Linked DNA regions of Mus musculus: region 1 is linked to region 2. Evidence: chromatin contacts called from public HiChIP or PLAC-seq data. All regions are on one chromosome and are shown on one strand. Each heading gives the region's core, a stretch centred on a gene start, on an enhancer-like site or on the middle of the called end of the contact. The rest is flanking DNA. Distances are from core to core; before and after follow the strand shown.

Region 1 (6,394 bases), core at 3,319-5,818, 400 kb before region 2:
ACCTCCTTCTTGGGCTACTCTATCTTCTGTTTCGTTTGGAGGTCTGGTTTTCTCTGGAAACAAGATCTCACATATCCCAGGTTGGCCTCTGAAAGGATCAAAATTGGCCCAGGACACATCAAAACCAAGTTCTCAGTACAAAGGAAATTTATTTGCCCCAGAGGGACAAAGAGCCGGGAATAAGAGACAGAGACGGAAGATAGATGAGAGAGAAAAGGGGCAAAGGAGAGGAGGACGGGATATTTGCCACCGAGGGACAAAGGATAGAGGGACTTCTGGATAGAGAGAAGACAGATGTTGCCCAGAAGCAAATAGTTTATAAAGGAAGATGAGGAACACCCCCCCACACACACACACCCACACAACTGCTGCCCTCACCCTCTCTACCCTCACTCTCCACCCCCTGTTAGGATGAGTTGGTTTGTTTTGATTAGGCATGTTAATTAGGTGAGCCAAAGTGGGGATTTTGACTACTTCAATACTTGGATAGCTGGACTTTTGTAGTCAGCCTCAGGAGGAGGAAGTGGCCAAAATAAGAGACTAGACCTTGGTGGCTAGCTGTAGGAATGTAATCTAACAGTTTATCAAGGCTTGCCAGAACCAGGCTTGGACCTACTAAGACCCTTCCTTCTCCAATTCACTATGTAGCTAAGCATGGCTTTGAACTTTGATCCCCCTGCTTCTGCCTCTGAATGCTGGAATTACAGTCATGAACCACCACACCCAGCTGTATGTAGTTTGGGATCTTCATAAGTGCGAGGCAACCGGTCTACAGGCTCAGTGCAGGGAGATACATTTCTAACTCTTCCCAGCTCTCAATACTCATTTGTATGTCGCCTATTGAGCTCCTCAGTGGTCTATGGTCCTAATTTATTGCTGCTCCACTCTGAACATATACCTCGTTATTAGCCAGCTTCCAATCTGTCCTAATTATTGCACGTCTATCTTCATCTCCGCTAAGATCAATCCATATCAAGAGGGGCTCTAGGCCCACACTATTAAGAAGGATGGTTTAGAAACCATGGCCTCCAAGGGCTGATTTGTTGGAGAACTGATCCTAGGTGAGAGGACCTAGTGGGCAGTCATTAGGTCAATTGTTGGCTAGCTCTCAAGGTGTCCTGTGGGACCCTCAACTCTTTGATTGCCTGTCTGACAATATAATCTCTCCCTGTTGTTCATGTCCTCGGTTCCATCACCATAACCATGCATTGGATCCCTAGGACCATGAGCTAAATAAACTTCTCTATTTCACAAAGTTAGTTTGGCTTAAATGATACTTACAGAAATAAAGAAGACTGGACTAATACAAAGGCATTGGCATCAAAGCACACACTTTCAAGAAAGTGCAGTCAAGGGCTGGAAAGATGGCTCAAGTCATTATGCTCTTCAGCGGACCTGGGGTTGGTTCTCAGCACCTCTATCAGACAGCTCAGAGCTGCCTGTAACTCCGACTTCAGGAGGTCTGGCGCTCTCTACTGGTGTCTACAGGAAACTGCATTTGAGTGCACACACACACACACACACACACAATTAAGAATAAAAATGAAGCTGGCCTTAGTGAAACACACGTTTGATCTCAGTACTTGGGAGGCAGAAGCAGGCAGATCTCTGTGAGTTTGAGGCCAGCCTGGGACAGAGTGAGCTCTGGAACAGTCAGGACTACACAGAAAGAAAGATCCAGTCAAAAACAAACCAAAAACTCCACTAAACCCAATAACAACAACAATAACAATAACAAATAATGTAAGAAAAAAGTCATTATCTTGTTCTAATTTAGCATTAAAACAAAAAACCTCAGGTTGAGTGGTTTACAGAAAATTATTTATCAAGCTCTGGAAGCTGAGACCTATAGAATCAAGTCACTAATAGGTCAGATATATGATGGGGGTTCACATTCCAGTCCATGATGTCTTCTTATGTATTCTAATATACAGAAGGAAGCCGGGGAGCGCTGTAAGGTTTCCTTCAGACCAGCACCAACCTCATTCCCGGAACCATGCCTATGACCTCGTCACTTCCAAACACAGTCGCACTGTGTCTTAGGGTGTTAGATGTGAAACATTAGGGGTTGGAAGGAACATAAACAAATATTCAATCTATAGCACTGTAGACATCAATAAAGCCAAGCGGGGCTGGGGAAATGACCCAGTGTGCAAAGTGCCCGCTGTGCAAAGGTGAGGCTGGAGTCTGGATGCTCATTTACCTATATCTGAACCCCAGAACTTTCAAGGGAAGGAGACGGGCAGATTCCTGCAGCTCACTGGCCAACCAGTTTAGCTTACCAGTGAGTTCTCCCACATATCAGTGGGAGACTCCATCTCAAAGAAGGAGGAGAAGAGGGAGGAGGAGGAGAGTGATAAAGACATCCAGTGTCAATCTCTGACCTCCACATATGCATGCATGAAAACTGAAATGCACAAACACACACACATACACACACCACACACATATCACACACATACACCACACCATACATACAACATACACATTCACAGTATACACACACAGCACACATGCACACAACACACACACACACACACACACACACACACACAAACAGTCAAGCCAAGTTCAGAAATACAGCCGTTTGCTTGTCAGTGGCTCAATGTCATAACTAAGGAACTAGGAGCTTTCCCAAATGTTTAGTCTTCACCCTGACTGTTTCTACTTTCCCCCTCTTAGTCACTACATTGCTTGCTGCTGTCTCAGACATAGCATTCGGAACCAATGATGCGCTAAGGAACATGAAAGCATTTCTTCTAGTGTGTCCTCCTCAGAGGTAAAGATACCTTCCTTCCCAGCCGGTATCCCTTGGCTCAGGGCCAGGAATTTACCACATCTCTATGCTTAAACCCGCCAGGGACTGGGTTGATGAGAACAGCTGGGGTTCCTGTCAGGCCCTAGCTCTGGGACTGAAACAGAGACAGCCTCATCTGAAGTTCATAACTGTACGGAGTTATGGAGTAGGGTGGATCCCTAAATACTTAAGGGACTGATGGTAAGAATGAAAACATTGTGGATCATGTTGCATAAAAGAGAGACAGACAGACAGACAGACAGACTTTGGCTGAGTCACGTATGAACTGCCCACTGGGACCTGAAAGGACACACAGAGAAGCTGAAAAGAAAGACGGCCTGAGAAGAGCACATTCCTGGCCGTCTGTTTCCTTGCCTGACTGGTCTGGAACTCAGATCCATCTGCCTCTGGCTTTTCAGTGATAGATCAAAAGCAGGTGGCACCATGCCTGGACTTTTGTTATTATTAACGTGATTTGTTTTCTCTGATAATAAATGACCAACTCTGCCCTCTCCCGACACACACACATCCAGAGTCTTAAGTAACTGTTGTATTAGGAAGAACCTGACCTCAGAGGCAGGAAATGGGCAACAATGTAGCAACCATAATGTGTCTCTTCCTGGCCTAGACAACAACAGCCACATTCCCAATGGTCTCTTGGCCTCCAGCCGGACTCTACAGTCCAAACTCTTTACTGCCACAAAGTGAGTTTTTCAGTAGTCAGTTCTGCCCTTAGTACAGAGTCCTAATTCCTTAACCAGCAACTCAGAATCCTTCATCATATTAACACTGGTCATCCTTGGGGTTCCCCCTCCAGTACCCTCAGCTTCAGCCTTGATAGTTAGGACCGGAGTTGAAGGATAAACAGCAAGACTTGTTTTAAAATTAGATGTAGCGCCAAACCAATAAATTCTGAGGTGCTGAATGGGTTTCAGCAGCCATGGTCTGATTAAAAGAACAAGGGGCTGGAGAGAGAATGCAGTGGCTAAGACTGCTGGTTGCTCTTGGGAAGGACACAAGTTCAGTCCCAGCACCCACCTCACAGCTCATAATCATCTGTAACTCCAGCTCAGTGCCAGGGGATCTGCGGCCTCGTCTGCCTCCATGGGCACTACACATGTGTGATCCATAGATATACATGCAGGCAAGACACACGCATAAAATAAAATAATGAATTTTTAAGGAAATTTTTTAGTAAGAAAGAATAGAACTAACTAAACTAGGTCTATTAGGAAATTTGTTAAATCAATAGAGGTAATTTCCTTAAAAAGAAGAAATTACCAAATCTACTGAACTTAAATAAAAAATAAGCACGATGCTCCACATACCTTCTATTCATCAACAATTTCTAGAAATTCTAGTAAGTATAAAAATACATAATTATAGACTACACACCTAGGAAATATAAAAATATAAGGTACATAAACTAATCTATATATATATATATATATATATAGTATAAAATAGCAGAATTAATAAAATTTTACAAGATGGCTGAATACAAGCCCTGTACGCGTAAAACAGTACCTTTAATTCCCTATGCTAACAACAGGACAACTAACTTTCTTGGAACCCTCCTACTGCAGAACTACCTAAGGTAGGTTAAAAAGAAAGAAAAGTGCCGTTTAAGTTAGCAACTCAGCTATAAAGAAAGCAGTGGGATTTTTTTTTTTTTTTTTTTTTTTTTTTTTGTCTAAAGCATGAATCACAAGCCACAGAGGCTGGGGCATAAGAGCCCACGAACACAGTGGAGCCAAGGGCATTCCCATGTGGCTTATGAAAGACAAGATGGAGGCTGGCTGATGATAGAAAGTTCAGAAATGACTACAGAGTGGGCAAAAGAAACCTGTTTGCCTTATCCCCACCACTGGGCAGAGAAAGACAAGCCATATCATAAAAATTCAGAACTAGTGCCGGGTGTGGAGACACGTGCTTTAACCCCAGCGCTTGGGAGACGGAGTGGTAGGTGGATCTCAGTGAATTTGAGGCCACCTGGGTCCACATAAGTTCCAGGCCAGCCAGGGTAACATAGAGAAACTATCTCAAAAAACAGCAACAGCAGCAGCAGCAGCAACAGCAGTGACTACATAACTGGAAATGCCCACTCCAAATCAGATCAGGGCCCACCCATCTGACACATCTGAGATCCCAGATACCCATGGCAGAGCATCTATAGTAAGGTCCTGCCAGATTGGACAGGTCCCAGGCACCGGCTGAAGCAAGCATGAGCCCTCTCTGGAGGAAGATTCCATCAAAGCTTTCTTGACAACTTTTAAAGAGACAGATTTCTAGAACCAAGCGTTTACAGCTCAGAAACGCACAATGCTCTCTCTGTGTCTCTGTCTCTGTGTCTCTGTCTCTGACTCTCTCTCTCTGTCTCTCCATACACACACACACACAACACACACAAGACTAGGCAAGACAAATCAGCAATAAGAAGTGGCAGAATGAGGCCCACGTGGAATTTAGTGACTTGAATTTTAGAGAGAATAAAAATAAACACATTATATAAGTAAATAGAATAAAACTTGAAAATGTGAGCTAGAGGTCATTGTCAAAAAGGTGAGCAGGCTCGCTCTGGTGGACTAGTGGGGCCACATGCCCATGGTAGCCAAGGAGAGGGCTGTGAGCATGCGTGCAGTGGATCACTTCTGCTTAGAGGAGTGGGGCCTCCTCTGGTTCTAAATGGAAGATCCAGAGTGTGACTCATTGCTTCCTATGCTGACATTCATAAAAGGCATGGTCTGGCTGTTACAAAGTCGGGAGAACCGGCTTCCAACTCCAGGCACGGAAGCTAGTGTGAGCATCAAATAGGAAAACTCAGACTGTATGAAACGTAATTTTTCTTTGCCACCCCCCCCCTTTTTTTTTTCCTGAGATGGGGTCTCTTTATGTAGTCCTGGCTGTCCTGGAGCTCATAATATAGACCAAGCTGGCCTCTAATTCAGAGATCCTCTTGCCTCTGCCTCCTGAGAGCTGGGATTAAAGAAGTGCACCACCACCATGCCTGGCTTTCCCTCTGACTTTGGTAAGAGTGATGGACATGACATGACCTTTAAAGAAGAGAGATGGCTCCGTGGTTTAGAGCCCTTGCTGCTCTTGCAGAAGACCCAGATCTAATTCCCAGAATCTACATGAAGGCTCATTGCAACCTCAGTTCCAGGGATTTCTGATCTCCGCAGTCACCGGCATGCACACAGTACACACACCTACAGGCAAAATGTTCAGGTGCACAAAATTAAATAATTAAGAAAAGGAAAATCCTGCTGTGTGTGTGGTGGCAGAGGACAGCGAAAACAAAAGGGAAGGATTCCAACCTATACTGAGAATTGGATTAAGACCTCAGTGTGGACTCCATAGCAGTGAGGCGGAACAGGAAATGTTTTTGAGATGAACAGAGGTAGCCAAAGGGCAAAGAGATCACTTCTGTTCTTGTGGTCTCATTGCAGTCAGCAGAGCCTCAAGAGGAGGAGAGCTCGGGGCATGGTGGCGCACGCCTTTAATCCCAGCACTTGGTAGGCAGAGGCAGGCAGATTTCTGAGTTCAAGGACAGCCTGGTCTACAGAGTGAGTTCCAGGATAGCCAGGGCTGCACAAA
Region 2 (7,176 bases), core at 393-2,892:
TAAAAAAGAGGCCCCCTACTGTAGCAATTGGCCTTGGTCTGAATTGGGACCAGTCTCAGGTCACCACTGATTAAACCTTCTTATCCCAGAGACACCCAATTCTAGAACGTGGTATTCTAGACCTTTCTGGAGCCATACTTCCTCCTGAATCTCAGTTCTAGGACATAGCCCATGACTCTCAGCCCTTTCTTCCCGGATGGAGCTAGGGCCTGTATAGCCATATTATTGTACTAGAGTAAGTTCTAGACCTACCCTTCCACTTTCTCTAGCAATTAAAGGATGAGCTATGGGTAGAACTCAGCTATGATTAATTAAAAACTGATTGGCTCTGAGCTGTGCTTGGTGGCACACACCTGTAATTCAGCACCCGGGAGGCTGAATCAGACAGATCCTGAGTTGGAGGCCATCCTGGGCTACAATAGCAAAACCCTGTCTCAAAAGCCAATACACACACACACATACACACACACACACACACACACACACAGAGAGAGAGAGAGAGAAAGAGAGAGAGAGAGAGAGAGAGAGAGAGAACTAATCAGTACTGAACGGATCAAGAACCACTTCTTGCTTTTCCTAAATAATTTTCTAAAAATAGTCCCTCCAGAATACTAACCTTACTTTTACATGGTTTCTAGTTTCAGCATTCCAACTAGGGTTCTGCCAGGGAGACAAGAGTCTGGGGAAAGATACAGGAATTCTGGAAGAATATACCTGGCTCCTAGAAGGGAAGCTGAGAGGGAGAAAATGCCATGGTATGATTGAACCTGTGTCTGAACACTTAGCTACCTCAGCAGGAATTCCTTCCAGATCCCTTTTAAAGCTGAGGACTTTCGTTCTGATATGGTATGCTGCATCTGTGAGGTAAAGGAGAGGAGGAGAATCAGGAAATAAAAGGCTAGCCTGGGCTACCTAGTGAGGTCAGGGCCAGCCTAGGCTATGTGAGACCCTGTCTCAAACAACAGGAAGCTAAGGTCTACAATGAGAATAACTCTAGAATTAAAAAGGACAAATAGGGACACAGCCTTGACTCCCCCTCACAGCAGAGAGACCCCCAACTCAGCAATAAGTTCAACTTCTCCGAGCCCTCTACAGGTCAGGCTTAGGAAACGAGGAGCCTCTTGGGCTCCCAGACCTCATATGTATCCCCAGAGCTTCTAACTAAATAGAATTTACTTTACTTTACAGCTTTTAAACCTCAGGTGGGTTCTAAGTACCCAAAAAGGACCTGAAAAACGGAGAAAGCCATGGGGAACCTCTAGTAAAATAGGAGGTAGATTCTGAGTCTAGCAGATGTAGGTGGAAACGTCTATTGAGGTCCTAAGGGAGGGGCTAGTGCTCAAAGACAGGTCACTTTTCCTCAGGCCCTTTTACTTCTGGCTTGTTGCAAGAGATGCCCCCCTCCCTCATACAAACCCCGCTCAGGCTCCGCCCATCTCCTGGCACTGCTCTCAGGGGACGGGGTCTCCACTTCATGCTTTCTGTAATTAAAGATGATTTATACAACCGGAGTGTTATCTGACATTTGTGAGTGGAGGGCGACTGCAGTTGCTCCGGGCGGGACCAAGTCCCGAGGGCGGGGCGGGTGGGCTGGCGTCTGGTCCCCCGACAACAGGTGCACATTCCTGGGCGCCTCGTCACTTCCCCTGGCCTGAGGCCGCTATCCGGACAAACTTCACTGAGCGAAAGAGGCAGGGCCATGGCCTTAGGGGCGCTGCTTCTGCTTCTAGGGGTACTCGGGACGCCCCTCGCCCCAGGTAAGTCAGTTTGGGTCTCCAAGAGGCAGTGATGAGCAATGGTCACGGCCAGCCCCGGGAGCGTCACTTAGTGCTTTCCTTCGTCAGGCGCCCGCGGGTCGGAAGCCGAAGGCCAACTGATTAAGAAACTTTTCTCCAACTATGATAGCTCGGTGAGGCCGGCGCGGGAGGTGGGAGACCGCGTCGGGGTCAGCATCGGCCTCACCCTGGCGCAACTCATCAGCCTGGTGAGAGCGGCACTGCGGGTGGAGTCGCTGGGCAGGACCGACTGGGGGCGTGGCTTTAGACGCTGCCCAGAAGATCGACAGCCTGGGGGCGGGCGGGTTATGCTAAGAGGCAGACAAGCCTTTGGCGGTGATTGGGTAAAAATCAGACCAATGAACTAGTTCATGGGCGAGGCCTCTATGATAGGTACAGAATACTGTTCTGCTAACTCGCCTGTGGGCGGGTTTTGAGGCGGAGCTGGGGCAGAAGGACCTGCTACCGGGAGGACCTCGAGGCGGGGCTGTGTAATATTCTAGCAAAGTCCAGCAGAGCTTGGTACCTAAGCAGTCAATAAACAACTCTGAGCGGAGATTCAGAGTTGTATCCATTAGACGCCGGGCGTGGCCCGTGACTTAACCTCGACGTAAAAGAAAGGAAAGCAGGCACCAAGGCTGGTGTTTCGAGATTGATATGAGATGGAGTTTGCACCCAAGAAGGTGCAATTTAGAGAAAGGGACTAGAGATTCCATGGAGAAAGTAACTCACCGAACCCTCGTTTCCACCCACTTCATTTCACTTCTGCCTTTTAACTTTTCCATTCTAGAACGAGAAGGATGAAGAAATGAGCACAAAGGTGTACTTAGACCTGGTATGGAGACCTCGTGGGTTAGGGAAAGGCACCCTGTTTCCTTTATATTAATCTCCTGGAGTCCTCATCCCAGTAAGATTTTTTTTTAATAGTAACTCACAACGTACACATATAATAACTGAAACAGAATTTTCGATCAACAAATTTAAGATACAAGTTTGGGGATCACTAATTTGAATTCCCATCCTTGAAAGATCCTGAACTGCATGCAGGTTGAACATCACTTTAGGGTGGCTAGTTCAATCTCTTCAGTTATTTCTTAAATTATTCTATTTTTATTTTATGTGAATGGGTGTTTTGCTTGCATATGTCTGTGAAGCACATGCATAACTGGTGTCCGTGGAAGCCAGAAGAGGGCCCCTGTTCTCCTGGAACTAGAGTTACAGATGTTTGGGCCTTCCACGTAGGTGCTCGGAATCTATTTTGGGTCCTCTGGAAGAGTAGCCAGTGCCCTTAACCAATGAGGTATCTCTTTAGGCCCCTTCTTCGGTTTGAGACTGAAAAAAGAGAGTTCAGTCCAGGGCTCGGGACTGGGCGGAGGAAACCAGTTGACGTGAATCCCAGACAGTGACAGCATAGCCAGAACCTTTTTTCCTTTTCTCAGCCCTGTGCTTCTCCCCTTTGCACCCTCTTCCTGGCATTCTTTCTGACACCTCAAGCCTCTCCCAGCCCTTTAGCCTGAACAGCCCTTTAGCCTCTGCTTCCTTAGGAGTGGACCGACTACAGGTTAAGCTGGGACCCCGCAGAACATGATGGCATCGATTCTCTCCGCATCACTGCTGAATCCGTTTGGCTCCCTGATGTGGTGCTGCTGAACAAGTAGGGTCTTTCTAAAGCCTGGGCGGGGTTGAGGCATGAGGGGATTAGGGTAAGCCATGGTGTGTGTGTGTGTGTGTGTGTGTGTGTACCATCGGGGAAGGGGCAGGGTCTCCGGGGGACAGATCCAGATCCCATATGAAAAATCTCTTCCCTTTAGCAATGACGGAAATTTCGACGTTGCCCTGGACATCAATGTTGTGGTATCTTTCGAGGGCTCTGTGCGCTGGCAACCCCCTGGCCTGTACCGCAGCAGCTGCAGCATCCAGGTTTTCAAGCTTTTGTCTGACCTCAGGCTTCCTGACTCCCCAGCTACTCCCAATCCAGTGCCACCGTTCCTCCTGACCCAAACCTCTCGGTTGTCTGCCCTGACTTTCCACTGCCCTGTATCCTTGCTTTGGGATTCTGCCTTCTTCAGAGGTTGCCTGCCATATTTCTGATTCCCTTCTCCTTTGTAACCCGAGTCCAGTGACCTTCCAAACTCCCCTAGTCCTTCCTTGCCAGGTCTTTGGCAGCTCCAGTGTCTTCCCCTCCATCCAGGTCACCTACTTCCCCTTTGACTGGCAGAACTGCACCATGGTGTTTAGTTCCTACAGCTATGACAGCTCTGAGGTCAGCCTGAAGACGGGCCTGGATCCTGAAGGAGAGGAGAGGCAGGAAGTCTACATTCATGAAGGGACCTTCATTGGTGAGTGGACGTGGTTCTCACATCCAAGGCTGAGAGGCAGGTTCTCTTATGGATGCTCAGTGAACCTGGTGGGGTCAGCAACTTGGGGATGATGATCAATACTGCAAATATGGCAAAGGAAGCCAAGCGTGGTAAGTCAGACCTTTAATGCTAGCACTTGGAGGGGCAGGGTGAGGCAGGGGTATTGCTGTATATTCAGGGCCAGTCTGGACTACATTCAGATGCCCTGATTCTTAAAACAGACAAGCAAAAAATAGATGCAGCATACACAGGGATGATGAGATAGCTCAGTGGTAGAAGCTCTTGAAATGTAAACTTGACAGCCTGAATTCAGTCCCGGGAATCTACAGTGGAAGGAGAGAACTCCCAAAAGTTGTCCTTGAACCTTTGAATTCACATGGTGGCATGTACACACACGTGTACACACACACACACACACACACACACACACACACACACACACACTAAACAAATATGGAAGTTGAGGCTTGTTTATTAGAGGTAAGCTGCCATATCAGGCGCAGCTGGGTTTACTTATTCTGTCTCCCTCCTCCAGAGAATGGCCAATGGGAGATTATCCACAAACCTTCTAGGTTAATCCAACTTCCAGGGGATCAGAGAGGTGGGAAGGAAGGGCATCATGAGGAAGTTATCTTCTATCTCATTATTCGGCGGAAGCCTCTCTTCTACCTGGTCAACGTCATTGCCCCATGCATCCTCATCACGCTCCTGGCCATCTTTGTCTTCTACCTCCCACCAGATGCAGGTAAGGGCAGGGGCTCCAGGCTCTCTGTGGCGTTATCCCAGCATCTTCCTTCTCACCTTTTAGTCCAGGTTTGCTTTGGTGTTCTAAGATTTGTACACGAGGTGGATGGTGATGGCCAATGCCTTTAATCCCAGCATTTGAAGGCAGAGGCAGGCAGGTCTTTGAGTTCCAGGCCAGCCTGGTCTACAGAGCGAGTTCCAGGCCAGCCAAGGCTACACAAAGAAACTTTGACTTGAAAAAAAAAGATTTGTGCATACTCACACAGACACACCACACACACACACACACACACACACACACACACACACAGAGAGAGAGAGAGAGAGAGAGAGAGAGAGAGAGAGAGAGACTGGAGTTCCAGGCATTCCTGAGCCTCCTGAGGCAGATAGTACTGGGATCTGAACTTCAGACCTCTGATAGAGCACTAGCCTAGTTTTCTTTTTTGTAGGTGCGATAAAAGACTGGCCAAAACCAACTTATGGGAGGAAAGGGTTTTAATTGGCTTACAGGTTACAGTTCACCATCAAGGCTGGAGCTCAAAGTAAGAACTGAAAACAGATGGTGAAAGGACTCTGCTTGCTGGCTTGCTTCCTCTGGCTTGCTCAGCTACTTTCTTTATACAGTCCTGAACCACTTGCCCAGGAATGGCACTGTCCCATGGTGGATTGGGCTCTTCAATATCACCTAGCAATTAAGAGACTGTCCCCTACTCGCCCACAGGCTAGTCTGATGAAGTCGTTCCTTTTGACGTCTCCTTTTTCTCGGTTTGTGAAATGAACTGAAGTTCATCTAAATAAGCACTAAGTGTTCTTAACTACTGAGCAATCTCTCCAGCCCCCAGGTTAGGGTTTTGGTTTTTTTGTTTGTTTTTGTTTTTTGTTTTTTTTGCCAACTCAAACCATCGCAGATTGGCTCTCAACAGGTCCAGGTTCTCCCCATGCACAATTAAACCCATCTCCTGGCTCTGCATCCCCTCTGCTTCTGGCTTCTCTTCACTCGGTAACATTTTCACTCTTCCCTTTAGAGTTCCAGCCTCCCATTCACAGAGCTCCCACGTATATGACAAACCAAATTCCAGGCTAAGCCAACTTTTTGTGTTTCCCATTCCTAGCAAACCACCTTCCTCCTACCTTCCAGACACCAACTGGTGCCTTCTCTGGCTGTCTCCGTAGGAAATGACAGTTGACTTTTCTCTGTAAGGAAGTACAATATAGCAACAGGGTATAACCCTGAACACGTTCCATCATGACTGTGTGTCTGAGTTTCCTGATCTGGAAATGGGACAGTCACTGTCTCTACTGCATAAAATGATTCTGAAGATTGACCAGGTTAATAAAACTATACCTGGTACCTAGCTGGATCTATGTAAATGTGTTTGCTATGTTTGAACAATTGCTGGAAGGTAATACAATTGAATTCTATGTGTAAATTCTAATCTTTACAATAACCTTTCAGGTAAATGCCAAATTGTCATTTCCTTTTATAGAGAAGGGTACAGAGGCTGAGGGAAAGAAAGTCATTTACCCTGGCAGCACATTCAGGTCAGTACTTCTGCACTTGGGAGGCTGATGCAGGAGAATTGCTAACAGTTTGAGGCAAATGAGTATGAGTTTACCTGAAGTTTCATAAGCAAGATCCTGTCTCAAAACATTCCAAAAAACAAAGCAAGCAAATATGAAAACAAATAATCAGACCCCTGCATTTTCCTCATTTATGACATCCAGCCCTCTCTCCAGAAAGGAAGAGGGACGCTGTTCAAGAACGTATTCTCAGGTCCTGTAAGATGGCTCAGTAGGTAAGATGCTTGTGACCAAGCTTGAGGGCCTGAGTCTAATATGAAACCCTTAAGTTGTTCTTGGACACCTCTCGGTGTTCTATAGAAGGCTTTGTGTACACAAACACACACACACACACACACACACACACACACACACAAACACACACACATACAGACACACACAGTGTTAAAAAGAAAAAAGAACCTACTTACAAATACAACCACTTCCTTCTAGAACAGGGCAATCTTGGAACCTAGTATTACAGGCCTAAAATAGAGTGAACTGTATAGCTTATTTCTTTCAGTAGCTTTCATGAAGTTTGTAAGGTCTCTTGTATGACACAGGAAGAATCAGCCACTTTTGTATACTGTTTTATTTTTAGATTCTTCAAATTGCTATATTGTTCTTGAAAAAGCTACAGGGATTGGTCTATTCACTTATGCAACTCTGTCTGTGGGAATCCTATGATATGCTGGGCACTGAAAATGTATCAGGGAATAAAAACAACATAACTGGAT

What was found. HiChIP or PLAC-seq counts read pairs in DNA pulled down with a chosen protein or histone mark.
Region 1: an H3K4me3 HiChIP or PLAC-seq map of bone marrow-derived macrophages shows a contact between it and region 2, with 2.9 times the contacts expected there. The contact joins the enhancer-like site here to the promoter of Chrnb1 in region 2. A contact is called at or near these places in 14 of 39 promoter capture datasets (the 3T3-L1 cell line, 3T3-L1-derived adipocytes, cranial neural crest and 10 more), 2 of 115 datasets of contacts at active chromatin or transcription factors (bone marrow-derived macrophages and pancreatic cancer cells) and 1 of 9 other capture datasets (adipose tissue).

The regions. Positions count from the first base shown.
Region 1 is chr11:70,190,490-70,196,883 of GRCm38.p6, reverse strand. No RefSeq gene overlaps it. Among named protein-coding and RNA genes, the nearest start is that of Slc16a11, 20 kb to the left of the region's middle. Within about 2 kb of position 4,568, at least 50 of the 459 cell types and tissues checked have an H3K27ac peak or open chromatin away from gene starts, as enhancers often do. A contact at or near this core is called in bone marrow-derived macrophages, where this site is marked.
Region 2 is chr11:69,790,403-69,797,578 of GRCm38.p6, reverse strand. Chrnb1 (cholinergic receptor, nicotinic, beta polypeptide 1 (muscle)) reads left to right here and starts at 1,642. Exons shown (of 11, transcript NM_009601.4): 1 at 1,642-1,757; 2 at 1,845-1,984; 3 at 2,566-2,610; 4 at 3,320-3,429; 5 at 3,587-3,695; 6 at 3,967-4,114; 7 at 4,671-4,880. The coding sequence starts at 1,700. It overlaps Fgf11 (fibroblast growth factor 11), which reads left to right. Exons shown (of 5, transcript NM_001362623.1): 5 at 1-1,511.